2 separate regions of the Ovis aries genome follow, and region 2 is linked to region 1. The links are chromatin contacts, called in public Hi-C maps. All regions are on one chromosome and are shown on one strand. Each heading gives the region's core, a stretch centred on a gene start, on an enhancer-like site or on the middle of the called end of the contact. The rest is flanking DNA. Distances are from core to core; before and after follow the strand shown. Region 1 holds the start of F3 (coagulation factor III, tissue factor). Region 2 overlaps LOC132658019 (a long non-coding RNA gene).

The links. A called contact is a pair of places that touch in the nucleus more often than the background predicts.
Region 2: a contact with region 1 is called in a Hi-C map of tail adipose tissue, with 2.2 times the contacts expected there. The contact joins the enhancer-like site here to the promoter of F3 in region 1. A contact is called at or near these places in 4 of 16 Hi-C or Micro-C datasets (liver, mixed tissues, skin fibroblasts and 1 more).

What each region holds. Positions count from the first base shown.
Region 1 is chr1:71,642,994-71,650,426 of ARS-UI_Ramb_v3.0, forward strand. F3 (coagulation factor III, tissue factor) reads right to left here and starts at 2,937. Exons shown (of 6, transcript XM_027972225.3): 1 at 2,701-2,937; 2 at 1,541-1,652. The coding sequence starts at 2,800.
Region 2 is chr1:71,730,534-71,737,406 of ARS-UI_Ramb_v3.0, forward strand. The region is part of intron 1 of LOC132658019 (a long non-coding RNA gene); the gene reads right to left. It overlaps LOC132658017 (a long non-coding RNA gene), which reads right to left. Exons shown (of 3, transcript XR_009596958.1): 3 at 1-20. Among named protein-coding and RNA genes, the nearest start is that of F3, 88 kb to the left of the region's middle. Within about 2 kb of position 4,753, at least 15 of the 54 cell types and tissues checked have an H3K27ac peak or open chromatin away from gene starts, as enhancers often do. A contact at or near this core is called in tail adipose tissue, where this site is marked.

The DNA of each region.
Region 1 (7,433 bases), core at 1,687-4,186:
TCCGGGCTCTGGAGTCTCACATAAGACTCACGCAGACCCACTGAGAAGGTGGGGGTGCGCCTTGCTTCCTGACCCTGCTGTAAGCACACCAAGGTAAATCCCTTACCTTTCCAAGGCGGTTTCCTCGTCTATAAAATGACTACTATGGTCCCTTTACCTAGGAATCCCATTTACCCGTGGGCTGGTAACGGAAGAGTGCAGGTCTCCGGCAGGGGCTTGGGACCTCTCACAGTTCCTTCAGCACACGAGGATAGATGGCCCGCTGGGCCGGACACAACACAGGGCCCGCGGGCGCCCCCAAGGGGCAGCTCTGCGCTAGGCTGTTTGCACACGGGGGCCATGTCCGCTTAAATAATAGCAGCCTTGCAGTTGAGAACTTAAGACTTGACACGCTTAGGTAACAGTAGCTTTGCAGTCTGACAACTCAGAATTGACAGTCTAAATGTTTAAAAATCTGGTAAATCAGAAATATGTTTTCTCACGTTCACCAAACTTAAGATTCAATATATTTAGGAGGTAAGCATCCTTCCTAAAATCTTTTCGCTACTCAGAAACAAAGTGTCTACTAAGGTAAACTTCAGCCCTGCCTGCATTTGTGGAATTAGTAACTTTCATCAAGTGGAATCTGATTTGACAAGTTTGGCCATAATTGTAATTATTACCTCTACTTTTAAATTCCTCTAAATCTTTCTTTGTATATATACAAGCATGTATGCATGCACACACAAATTTTCTTCCCTGTTGACTCGGCAATAGTTGTCATGAAGTTGATGTTGAAAAAAAAAAAAAAAGAACATCTGCCTAAAAGACCCACTCCATACTTAAGAGCTGCATTTCAAATGCTATAAAAGACTTGGTACAAGTTAAACAAAACAGCAAAAAAACCTTTAATTTTAGTCAGCGACATGTCTGTGCCTTCTACAAGGAGTCTTAGTTTCCATAGCTGCTGTCCTCTACTTAATAAGATCTCTACCAAGCATCCTAGAACCTTTCAGAAACCAAAAACTTGCTAAAACCAAAAACTTGATGGTGTATTCCTTCCCTGCTCAGTGAATCACGGATTTGACCTCCTCCAGGGTCATGTATGCAACGGAATTTTGAATCATGAATCCAAAGAGTAATGAATCAAACACTGCTTAAGGGCAACGTATACGTCCAAACTCCTCCCTACCTCTTCTCTAACATGTTAGATCCAGCTGGCAGTCTAGACAGCACAGAAAAGGCTGTGTGTACTCAGAGAAATGAGTTATCAGTGATCCACGACCACATCTATCAGTGCCACCACGGCTTGCTCAAGAAAGTTCACATCTCCACAGCTTATACTCACAAATTTCCCCAATCATCTCCGGAAACCAAACATTCTATCAGTTTAAGGTCAGTGTTACAGACTCCGGCCAGCACATTACCATGAATGCCCTCTTATTCTCTGTTATCTGTTAAATAATTTCATCCGTCAATCAGCTTTAAAGACATCCGTATTCAGCACAGGAAAGTGGAAACAACAAAAATCTTATTTTTCTTTCTTTGGTACCTAGCTTACCTTATCTGAACAGTGTAGACATAATTGATGGGTTTGGGTTCCCACTCCAAAATGGTCTTGAAATTAGTTGACTTCCAAGTTATATTATATGCTACCACTACATCTGTAGTGCCTTTAAACAACAGAGAAACAGTTTAATGTTTACATGAACTTCTCAGCACACAATTTTATGTTGATGGTATAAAACATTCCCACTCTGTACCATCATCATAAACCTCACATTAATATTTTCCTAACCACAAAAGCTTTAACTGAATTATCATAAGAAAAAAATCGGCAATATTTTCCTAAACCCAGAGGTTCCTCATGGCAAGACGACCTGGTGATCTAAGGAAACACACAATGGTCTTGAAGTCCTTGTATGAAATTATTCGCGGGGAAAGCCCTGTGATAACGACCTGGAAGCACAGCTCAGGAGCCTTCTGGGGCCCAGGGTATCCACGGACCAACTGGAGAAGGGGGAAGGGCAGGATTCCAGGTTTAATTTAGCAAGGAAAGCCGGCTAGGATGGGTTTCTGCAAACTATGTTAAAGGGCAAAGCCCACATATGTCGGAAGAGTTAGGACTGCATCCAATAAAAAACAAATCTTGACTTTTTTCACTTTTATCTAACCCCATGAATAATTTCAGTCACTATTTCAGAAACTTCCACAAACACCCCAGCAGACAATAAGCCTGTACACTGTCGGCTGTATTCGGTTAGGATGCCTTATTGTTAAGGTCTTCTTTGCCAGTTCTCAGAAAGTTAGTCTCTGCCTGCATCTCACACAGAACAGGCTTACAGGGCCTGCTCCATTTTGGAAGGACTGACTAACCCAATCTAAAACACTGACGATCAAGAGAAGACCGAGAGCCGTTTCTCATTAAGGAAAGTCCACATACAATGAAGGATAACATTCAAACATTGCCTGTCGACCCCTGCAGGTGCGGAGCCTTGTCCCATCATTTTCAAGGTGTCGGCTCACTGGGAAACTAAAGCGAGAGCCCCAAAGGCACTTAGGCAACAATGGATGCCCAGGGCAAGCATCTCGAGCAGAAGGGGCGGCGGGTCCCGGGCGAGCCGCACCTCGGGGCGGCAGGGAGAGCCCGCGGTCAGCCAGACCCGTCCTCCCTCCTCCCGGTGGCTCACCCCAGGGCTCTTCGAGGCGGGTGCCACTCACCGGCGACTCCGGCCACCTGGATGAGGACTAAGCCGAATAGAAGAGCCCGAGCGACGGCGGCCTGGGGGCAGGGCACCCGGAGCCCGTTGGGGGTCGCCATGTCCCCGCGCTGACGGCGAGGTCTCAAAGATTCTGCTGAGCCCCGGAGGCTGGAGAAGTGAGGATGCTGCGGAGGCTGGGCTGGAGGCACCTGGGGCTGCAGGATGAACCGGGAGGGACGTGGAGAGCCCAGAGTTTGCGGGAGCCAGTCCCCGCCGCGCTTTAAAGAGCTAGGCGCACGTTTGCGCCTCCGCCCGTGCGGAGTCCGCCCCCGCCTCTCCTCCCGACTCCCCGCCCCCGGCCAGCCTTCGTCGCCTCGGTGGGCGGCCCCCGGCGAGTCCACACCCCGCCCCGCCTCCTCCCAGTAGGAAACTCCGGGACCCTGCAAGGACTGATTCACCCGTGATTCAACCCGCCGCCGAGCGCGAGCGTCCTTCGGCTGCTGGCCGGTCCAGGTGCTGAGGGCAACCAGGGTCCCCAGCCGCTCAGATCCCGTGACGCCCCAGCTTCCTGGCCCCGAGATCACCTATCCAGATGTCCCGCCTGAGTGGGCGGCAGGTCTGTGGGGAAGGAATAGAGGGCGGATGGAAGGAGTTCGGGGAGGAAGAGAGGGATTCCCTCCCTTCCATTTGGCGATGCAATGTCCAGGCCGGCGGGAGCGCAGCACCTACCAAGATTAATAGAAAGTACTGGCCGCGGGCTCCTCTCTGGCCCTAGAGAGCATTTCTGGGGCTCTATGCCCACGTCGGGCGAGCTTAGAATCTGCAGCCAAGTAACAGCATGACGAGGAGCAGAGCCTTCTGCCAGCATCTGCAATTTCGTCGTTCGCACCCAAGGCAATGATACCTGGCCTGCCCACCTCCGGGGGCCCTTAGCCTAGGTGTCTGCTATGAGGTGGTGCCAATGCAAGTGTTGCGACCGGTCCGAAGGTCAGTCAGTCCAGGCACAATGCAGACCAGTTCGTGTTAGTGACCGAGGAAGGACTGTCCTAAATCTGGCAGTTTGCCTCTGGGAGAATTCCGGCGTGACATGTGCCGCCTTGTGGTTCCCGAAAGGATTGTTCTCACGTTGAAGAAGACATTTGTGGGATTGAGTTAGTTCCGCTCAAATTAAAGAAACTATTAAATGAAAAAATTTAACGTAATCAGTCAAGCTTTCTGATTCTTCTGGCTTCCTCTTCTGAGGAAGTTATAAGGAAAGTTATAAGGCAGGAGGTTAACTCTCATTCCGCTGAGTGGCTCTGTACGGGGTCTTGTCAAAGTATTGCCATCTATCATTACTGTTACTCTGTAGTTGCCTGCGAGACAGACTGGAGAGTTTTTAGGAGAATAGAGTCTGTTTTCTCTCCTCTCCCACTTTCCTCCCCGCCAGGGAAATTAGCCCTTCATTTTAGTGCACACTGTATACACATTTTCATATAGCCTGTTGAGACATAGCATTAAACTCACTTTAAAAGACATACAACTTTGCAAAATTTAATTTTCTCGCATCCTTGAACTGAAATAGCAAGTCCAGGTTTAGCAGAGTCCTTCCTTCCTAGAAACTGAAAGCTGCACTTGCTGGTTTCCTCTTTGAGCTCTCTTCCAACTTTAAAACCCACAAAGCTTATATTTGCAAAACCAAGCCGTGCACATCTCCTTTTTGCAGTCTTTGGCCTGAGGCATTTTCCCTAACAGATCTTTGGCCACCTGGGTTGTGATTCTTTGTACTCTGGAGTTGAAAACAGCTGGGAGAAAATGTTGCACTTCAACCTAATGCCTTACAACTGCGGTCCCCAACCTCTGGGTCAAATGCCTGGCGATCTGAGGTGGAGCTGATGTAATAATAATAGAAATAAAATGCACAGTAAATGTAATGTGCTTGAGTCATCCCGAAACCACCCCCTACCCCAATCAGTGGAAAATTGTCCTCCACAAAATCATCCCCTGGTGCCTAAAAGGTTGGGGACCACTGCCATACAAGATGCAAGGAATTGTTGCTCTGTCTGCACTGTAATTGTATTTGGAGTTGTATTTGGATTGTATTTGGAGCCACTGACTCTCCTGAAATAATGAAGGGCTTTAAACAATGTCAAGATCAGCAATTCAATAAGAAAAATTATGTTCAATGTTATATTGTGATACAAAAGTTGCCATAAAGGTTGGTAAATTAGATGAATATATATTTTGCATAATCACTAAAGTTATTAGGCAGGGAAGAGGAATTTGTTGGGTGTTAGCATGGGTTTTTGAGTGAATATAGAATAACATTTTCTAAGATTCAGAAAATGCTAAAATTTTTTTTACCATTTTCAAGAAGAGGAAGAAAACTGGCTATGGTAAATTAACATTGCATAGTAAAGTTTTTTTCCTGGTTGATCAGACTGTGGCCAAATGATTTCCAATGCTGCTCTACACAAAGTACATTCCGAAAATTTCACTGTTGATAATTTTTGCACAGAGACAAATTATTAAAACAATATTTTTATCCCCTTCAATAAAGTGGAGCTCAGCAGTTACCAAAGTTTCCTCCTATATGATACACCTAGGAAATTCAGAAGTTAGAAAAGTTCCTAAGCTGTAATGATAATCAGGCTGGCCTGACCAATCCACTTATTTGAGATTTGAGAATGTCAGACCTGGCAGGGGACCTCACAGACATGCATTCACAGATGAAGATCCCATGCTCAGCTGTCCTACGTGAACCTGCTTGTGTCATCTCACAATGCGGATCTGCCCTCTGACCCCAGGAGCTTTCTTTCCACAACCACACTTTCTTCTCTCAAAGCGTGGAAGTAAGATTAGGTCGTAAACTAAGGCTCACTTTATTTTATTCATCCATAGGCATCCAATAATGCTCTGCAGTTGGCGTATAAAATATTTGCAGTTTAGAGACCTCATTGTTCTCCAACAGGAATATTCTGATGGTTTCTCCTTCAAACACACTTGTGAGGTCATGTAGAAGAGGTTGCATTGCCTTTGCATAACCAGTGATGAAATGTGGGCAATGAGGAGTGTGAAAGTGGCTGGGGTAATGTTCCAGTGTTTCCTCTGTACTTTTATGGCACTTCCCACTGATTTCACAAACCTAATTTCATCAAATATTTTACTTGATTTCAACTTGTGTTTGTTGTCTGTCTTTCCCATTACAGTTCCTTGGGGGAATAAGGCCTAGGTTTCTTCTTTATATTTCTCATACAATTTTAATCACATGGTAGGCTTTTAATATGTTTTGAATCAATACACACTTTTTGAAACCACGCATGCAGCCAGATATTTTCCCTGGCATTCTAGAGATGAAATTTGTCATTGGAATTTTTCTGTCTGCTGGCCTGAAGTGAATATTCCATATGAACTCAACTTGGTAAGAACATACAAATCAACCATGTGTTGTAAAGCATCACTTTACAGTGAGCTCCAACGATCTAACTAATGAGTAATAATCCTTGCTACAGCCAGAAAAGCTAATCAGGAGAAGCAGCTGAAGACCAGAAAGCGAATGCAAAATTTGTGAACTGCTTTTCATTTTCAGTTTCCTAGAAGATTTGATATTGGAGTGATTCAGAAGATTTTCAGTCATCTGATAGCTTTTCTTACATAGAAAGGCTTAATAATGCCTTTGAATAAATTGCACAAAATGTATCTCTCCCCTGGAAAAGGATGGGTTAAACTCTATGACAAAAGGTGAAATTGAGAGTAATTTGTGGGAAACTGTTATATTCATATGAAATAGTAAAAAGAGCAATAAAAGCATTTTGCCCAAAATTCAGGTAACAGGCAAAATAGGAAAAAGACCAAAGGGAATAGGAGTGGGAACACAGAGTTCTGGGAGAAAAAAAATGTGACTTAGCAGAACCTGAAAAACATCTGGCAGGGAGTAGTTAGTCATGGAAAACCTGACAGTCATGATTTTGCATTTCGTGAAAACATATACTAGTCCAACAGTTAACATTTAGACAGAAATTAAATAGTTGACAGCCCATACAATGGAATATATTATCCTGGTCATTCAAAAATACATCCATTAGCTGTCTAGGATACCTTACAAGCAACTTTGCTAAATACATTATCCCATAGCACCAGTATTCTGAAAAGTATAATTTTAGAGAAAAAGCTTCCAGTTCAAATCTTGGAGTAGATCATTTTTTTCAGCACACAACTCTCTTGATAAGCTGAAGGCTTATCAAACTACCTGCCATATTTCATTTTGAGAAACAGTAAATATTCATCCTACATTCTCTGCATACCATGTTGACAAAATAAATCATCAATGTAAATAGTAGATATTGTTTTATAAGAAAAAATCATTTAAAATTTAAACCTTTAACATGTTCTTAATATAACACAGATGATTTAAAAGCTTTTATATAGTATCATTTTATGGAAACATCCCTTAATTCCTCCCTTCTATAACTCCTTATACCTGACAGTGTGGCTGCACCCTGCGGGACTGTAAGCCTTGCGGTTGCCCAGCCTGGCGAGGCAGACTGATGAAAAAGCCGGGAGACAGTGACAAAGACCTTAATGGTTTAATGGATGGGGGAATCTCACACTAAGGGTCCTGGAAAGACACCCCACCATGTTCCGCAAACAGCGAGCAGCAAATGGCGGCATTTCCTGTGGGAGGAGGAGGCAACTATTTACAGGGGAAATTGACATCAGGTTGTCTCATCGGTTCCCAGGGACTAATTAAGCCCTATAATTCGGAGGACTGGA
Region 2 (6,873 bases), core at 3,503-6,002, 89 kb after region 1:
AAGAGGCTCTTCAGCTCCTTCTGAAAGAGTTGTAAGATTGTAGACTTGAAGACAGGGACTTAAGAGGCTATAGTTTTGGTCAGGGACCACACCCACCCTTCCTCCCCGCTCATTAATTAGCTCTAGTGAAGTCAACTGCCCAGAGAAGAGGCCTGGCTCCTGCAGAAGAAACCTGGCCTGGATTCCATTCCTGAAGTTGGAGCTAACCTTCCCCCTAAGGTATTTCTGATTCATTCGGCTTGGAGAGGAGCCTTGCCTGAGGGTGTTATCACTCTTGTCACTGAGCTGGGTCAGTCCTTTTTGGAAGCTCTGGCCAGCTTTGGGCTGCCTACTAATGGTTGATGGCCCCAACCATTTCTGGCTGGCATTGGGTCCCCAGCTTCTGTCTGGCCAGAGTCACCCATCCTGTCCCCAAGGGCCGCACTTGTTTCCACATCACGTGGGACGTTCTGTGGCAGCTTTTTCAGCAGCCGGCGGTGTAGGATAGTGGAAGAAGCACAGGTACAGGTTTGGATCTGCCCCCGGGGGCAGGCGCATTGGTTCTGCAGTGTCTCCCTGACATAAAGCCTTCACCTATAAAGAGAGATCGCTGTTTCCAGATGATCACAATAACACCATGGACATGACTTCCCACTGTGTCACGTCAGCATCATCACTCTGAGTCGCCAGTCTTTAACTCCTAGTCTGGCCTCCCTCATCTAAAAAGGGCTTGCGTCCACTCACTCATTCAACAGTTATTAATTGAATGTATATGTGACTTCCTTTGCAGATAACACACAGAATTGCAAGGTGACTAACAGGCATCTCAAATTTACCATCATCTTATAGTCATCGTCACTGTGGACCTCTTCATTTCTCCCCCACACTGGCCCTCTTCCAGTCTGCCCCTGTCTTGTAACCAGCACCAGCAGCCATTCCATTACTTAAGCCAAAACCTAGAAGTCATCTTAGACTTCCCTCTTCGTTCATTCAGTCCATCAGCAAGGTCTTCAAAGATCACCTGAGGCCCTCCCTCACGTGACCATTTCTGCTCTCATCACTTATGACATTCCTCATGCCTGTTTCCCTGTTCGTTCACAGGCCGTGCCACACTCAGCCGTCAGGATAAACTGAAGCCCACCACCACTCCCCTGCTGGGAAATGAAACCAAGTGTTCTTGCCAAGTTAGCAAGGCTCAATCTGGACCACACCGCCCCTTGCCCACCTCTCTAACATTGTCCCCACACAGCTCCCCTTTCCCTGTGTCCCTGGCACACCAGCTGTCTACTCTGTCGTCCCGACACAGCCAAGCACGTTCCCATCTCAGACCTCCACACTGGCTGCGCCCTCGGCCTGGAACGCTCCCTCCTTCCCTGAATACCATATGCCTCCTTCTCATCACCTTGGTTTCAGCTCAAATGGTATGTCTTCAGAGAAACCACAGCTCCTCTCTTCCTTTATCTGTTCTAGTTTCTTCTCAGCATCTGTAGCCATTTGAATTTGCGTTTCTTGGGTATTTATTTACATGTCAGGTAGTGTCACTGTCCTCAAGTGTAATAGAAGCTTCTTGGGGGCGGAGGCTGGCTGGTTATCCCCAGCTCCAAGAGCCCACACGTAACAGGCTCTCAGTAAAGATTTCTTTTTTTTTTTTTTAATTGTTAAATTTAATGAGTAAAGATTTCTTAAATGACATGATGTCATTGACATGAAGTCACTGCTGTAGCACTGGTTTCAACTATATTTGACTTGTTCTTGGTGTTGTTTAGTTGCTAAGTTGTGTCCGACTCTCTGTGACCCCATGGACTGTAGCCCACCAGGATCCTCTGTCCATGGGACTTTCTAGGTGAGAATAATGGAGTGGGTTGCCATACCCTCCTCCAGGGGATCTTCCTGATCCCAGGGATCGAACCTGAGACTCTTATGTCTCCTGCATTGGCAGATGGCTTCTTTACCACTAGCACTATCCAGCAAGCCCCAACCTTACTTGGTGTCTAACCAGCCCCTCACACCTGGTGTGTCCAAATCTACTGTCCCATATTGTACTTCAGTAGAATATAGCATGTTGTACTTTTGAAAAGCTCCAGCCTGCCAAAACCCTCATAGTCAACCTTCACTCTTCTCTTTCTTTCATACCAATATTACATCTGTCAACAAGTCCTGTTAGCACTACCTACAAAATATATTCAGAACAAGATCCTTGCTCACCCGCTCCTACTACCAAGCTGCCTCATGGCACCATCACCTCCTTGCAATTCTCTCCTAATTGCTCTCTGGCTTCTACTTTTGACTCCTTTGTCTGATCTCAACTTATTAGAGTGATTTTTTTTAAACTTTCACCTCCCCCAAGTCAGAACCCTCGGATGGCCTCTCATCTGATATAGCACATTGTCTGAGTACATCACAGCCTTCCGAACCCTACGCAGTCTGGCTTCCAGACCTGTCTGACCACATCACTACCCTACTCACTCCGCTCCACCAGCAGAGCCACGCCAGCCTCCTTGCTGTCCTTCTCCGTTTCCTTCTTCAGGGGATCTTCCCGACGCAGGGACTGAACTCACATCTCCCATGTCTCCTGAGTTGCAGGCAGGGTCTTTACCACTGGGCCACTGGGGAAGCCAGGGATTAGCCATAAACCAGTTAAACGGGGGCAGTTTTCACAACTAACCACTGCAGCAAGTCTTTCCACTATGAAATTTGATTCTATAAACTTCCCATAGGGTGAAAATATTCACTCCACTGGGCACCCCAGCCAGCTCGGCCACCCAAAGGCTCTTCACTTACACACGGCAGGAGAACCCATGTTTCCATGTTCAAGTGTAAGGCATTTCTTGAAATTTTGTGGTGAGTTGGGGATTTTTATGAGTTAATTTTCACACACTCTCAGTACACATTTTTTCTTTCATTTGTTGGAAGATATGAAGAAACTGCATGATAATTAATCTGAAAAATATGTAGCTGTGATGACTAAGCAAACACCTCAGCTTTCATGATTGTGTCTGGCTGAAGTTCCCAGGAATGCTTTCCCCACCTCCCCCCCCCACCCCCCCGGGCAAACCCTCCCAGAAAGCCTACCGCATGCTAGCATCATGAGGACAAATGTCAAGAAGACATGACCCTTGACCTCAAGGGGTTCCCAGTCTGGTGGGGAAGATAAAGCTTTCTCACCTGCACAGTCATCCAGCCCTGCAAGGCAGTGAGTGCAGCGTCTGCTGTTGAGAACTTACTACACGTGATCCTTGTGGACAAGAGTGACCCAGGGTCTCTGAGAGAGATGGGCTCTGAGCTGGTCTTGAAAAACAGCAGGATGTGGAAAATCAAAGTTTCACAGAGCAGAGTTGCTCATCAACCTCTTACCTCTAGCTATGACCTCTGTTAATAAGTAAGAAATTAAATTCGAACACATTTTGACCACTGTATTTCTAAGTCTCTTTGTTACAGCAGCTTAGCCAATAGCCTAACTGATACATCTGTGAAGCACTTTTGGAGTTTACCTTCTCCTAACACGTTCAGCCCAATATGACTCCATTAGCGAGACTGAAGGAAGGGAGCCAATAACTCCTTGGCTCCCTTGTGATGAGCCAAGTATTATTCTAAAAAAAGAAAGACAGAAATCCATCAACTCTAACCTCCCACTGACTTGGCCAGGTAGGAGCTTTCACTTTCTTCTAGTGATAAAGAAGCTGAGTACAAAGGTTTCCCAAGGTCACACGCAGCTAGAAAGCTTCAAAGACCAGGAACGCAGATAGCTCTGATGCTCCCGGGAACCCATGCATAATCGATTGTAGAGGTTCAGAGGACTACATCGGGTGTGCCCTGTGACTCTTCTATTGGGAGGGCAACATACAGAATCACCGATGCTCTCCTGAATCCAAATGGGCCCAGTTGACCTGGGGAGTGGAGCAGTCTTTTAGAACTAGAAAAGAACTTGGAAGTTTTCCAGTTTAACCACCTCACTTTACAGATGAGGAGACTGAAGGTTGGAGAGGTCAAGTGGTTTCTCCGAAGTTCCATGTGCCTACATAGTTCATGTCCCCGTTCAGCACAGCAAACCATGAACCTACATCCTGGGCCTCATGGGCAAAAGGCTAAAAATGAGGGCATGTGTCTTCTTGAAGGTGACTTCCCTAGTGGCTCAGATGGTAAAGCGTCTGCCTACAATGCAGGAGACCCGGGTTCGATCCCTGGGTCGGGAAGATCCCCTGGAGAAGGGAATGGCAACCCGCTCCAGTACTCTTGCCTGGAAAATCCCATGGATGGAGGAGCCTGGTACACTCTATGGGATCATGGACCTTCTTTGAGTCTCTCTGAGGTCAAGAAGCAGACAATGATGGAAGGTGTTCTGTGTGGATGGGTGAGATGGACATGGGCAAAAAAGTGCCTCAGTTACTGTGGTCCAGAGCTGATGCTTGACCAAATTCTAAAGAAAGTCAAACTTGTCCTTGTCCCTAAGTTTCCCTTTCTGGGTCCCTTGCTCTTCTTCAGATTCTGACAGGTGATAGCCTGGTAGGAATGTAAGCCGTGTTCTGGGGTATGTATGTTCACATGGGCTCTCTCTCCAACCATCAGTGATGAACTGTGTTTTCCTCAAAGAGACTTCAGGCCCAGCCAGCAAGTAGGGGCAAAGGTGGGAGGAGAGGAGGCGGGAAACCTGATATGCATAAGAGTGTGGCCATCTCTGCAAGCAGCCTTGGGCCCTGTGGATGGAGTGTGTCCAAGCTGGTCTGTGTGCTGGGGCTCAGCACCGCTTCTCAGAAGACGTGTTTCAGTGATGAAAAAAGAGCTCTCATGCCTGTTTAGGAAGCTCGCTGCGTTCCCGAAAGGCTCCTGACTAGAGCAGGCTGAGTCAGGAGCGGGCGTGTTTGTTAGATAAACCTCGAGAGTTATTGATTTCTCAAGACTTTGTAAACTGATTCTGTGTGGGAGTATTTCCCTTTCCTTATATGGATCATTAGGGAAGGTTGGCCACAGACCAGGAATTCAATTTCTAACCAGACAAATTTCCACCCCCCCCCCCCCCCCCCCACACACACACACACACACACACACACGACTCCACTCATTTTAGTACAGGCAACTTCCAATAAATAAAAGTCTTTCTTTTTTTCTCACCTTTAAGACTGACTAGTTAGCGGAACCTAGCTGAGGGTCTACAGGGGTCTTTTAAGGGTCCCTTTCTGGCTGCTGTAATCCACGGTACAGGATAACTTTAAAAGGTGTTCTCAAAACAAGGTATCCTTAAAAAGCACCATAGGACAGACTTTTAACATTGCTTTTATTTTTATGTTTGGTTATTTTTGGTCTCCGCTGCTGCTCAGGCTTTTCTCTACTTGTGGTGAGCAGGGGCTTACTCTTCGTTGCTTTGTGAGGGCTCCTCATTGCGGTGGCTTCTCTTGTTACACAGCACAGGCTCTAGGCTCACTGGGTTCAGTAGTTGTGGCACACAGGCTTAGCTGCTACAAAGCATGTGGGATCTTCCCAGACCAGGGATCCATCGCATGTCTCCTGCATTGGCAGGCAGATTCTTTACCACTGAGCCACCAGGGAAGCCCCAGGAAAGCCTTTAAACCTAAATGCTCTCATTTGCTATTATCACGACCCCTGGGATGAAGATTGTGGGTCATATTATCATTTCCATTTGTTTGATGTGGAAGCTGAAGCCCAGAGTGATAAAGAACTCGCCCAAATTCACACAGCAAGAAATAAACCATTCTCTTCCAGTACCTTTTCCTACTTTTCCACAGCATCTGCTTTCTTGGGGGATAAGTCTGAAATGCCACAGGTCAAAAGAGAGAAAGGAGAAACCACCAAGACCGCATAGATAGTGCCTTCGTTTGTTCATTCATTTAAAAACTTTTACTGAGCACCAGCCATGTGTCAGGCACCATTCTCGGTGCTGGGGAGGCAGCCATGAGTAAAGCAGACAAGAATCACACAGTTTTTCTGGCCTTATTCTTTGACTCATGTCCCTTGCTGGGTAACAACACCTGGCATTTACTTAGAGCTTAACAATTTACAATGTGCTTTCCCGTATCAGCTCCTAAAACCTTCACGGCCATCCTCAGGCTGGGTGTGTTGCCTGCAGCATAGGCAGGTCCAGGATTGCACCCACCTCTTTTGATGGCCATGCCAGCCCTGCCCTTGCAGTCCATTTGCACTTTCTTCTTAAACAGCTAGCCAAGGGTCACAGCTGCTGGAGGGGGTGCTGAGGAGCCTCAGAGCTGCTGCACCCCCTCCCCTCCCTGCACCAGTTAGTGGGTTTCCCCAGTGAAACAATGGTGGGAAAGAGAGTCCCCCCAGCAATTTGTCAGTTCACAGCTTGCGAAGCCACAGATCTGACCACAGGTGGAGAAAGGATACAGCAGTTCATGCCCTTGTGACCTGTATGGCAGGTGGGGAAAGACTTGGAAGGGGTGCACTGGGAAGAGCGGCCACAAGAGACAGAGATGGGGGCTTTGCAGGAATCGGCTGGGGCACGTGTACATCCGTGGTTCACACGCATTTGCCCTGAAAGCAGCGCTGGGCCTCCTGATAGCAGCGCGCATTCAGGAAGGCAGTGTCCTTCTGGAGCCAGGGTGGGCTCAGCCTAAAGGAGGCGGGAAGTGGGACGTGAAGCCACACCTTTTTTTGAGGTACCTCCATACTATTTTCCATAGTGGGCTGCACAGCCTACATTCCCACCAAAAGTGAATGAGGGTTCCCCTTTCTTCACATTCTTGTCCACACTTGTTATTGCTTGACTTTTTGATAATAGACATTCTAACAAGAAAGTGAAAGTGAAGTCGCTCAGTCATGTCCGACTCTTTGCGATACCGTGGACTGTAGCCCACCAGGCTCCTCCATCTATGGGATTCTCTAGGCAAGAATACTGGAGTGGGTTGCCATTTCCTTCTCCAG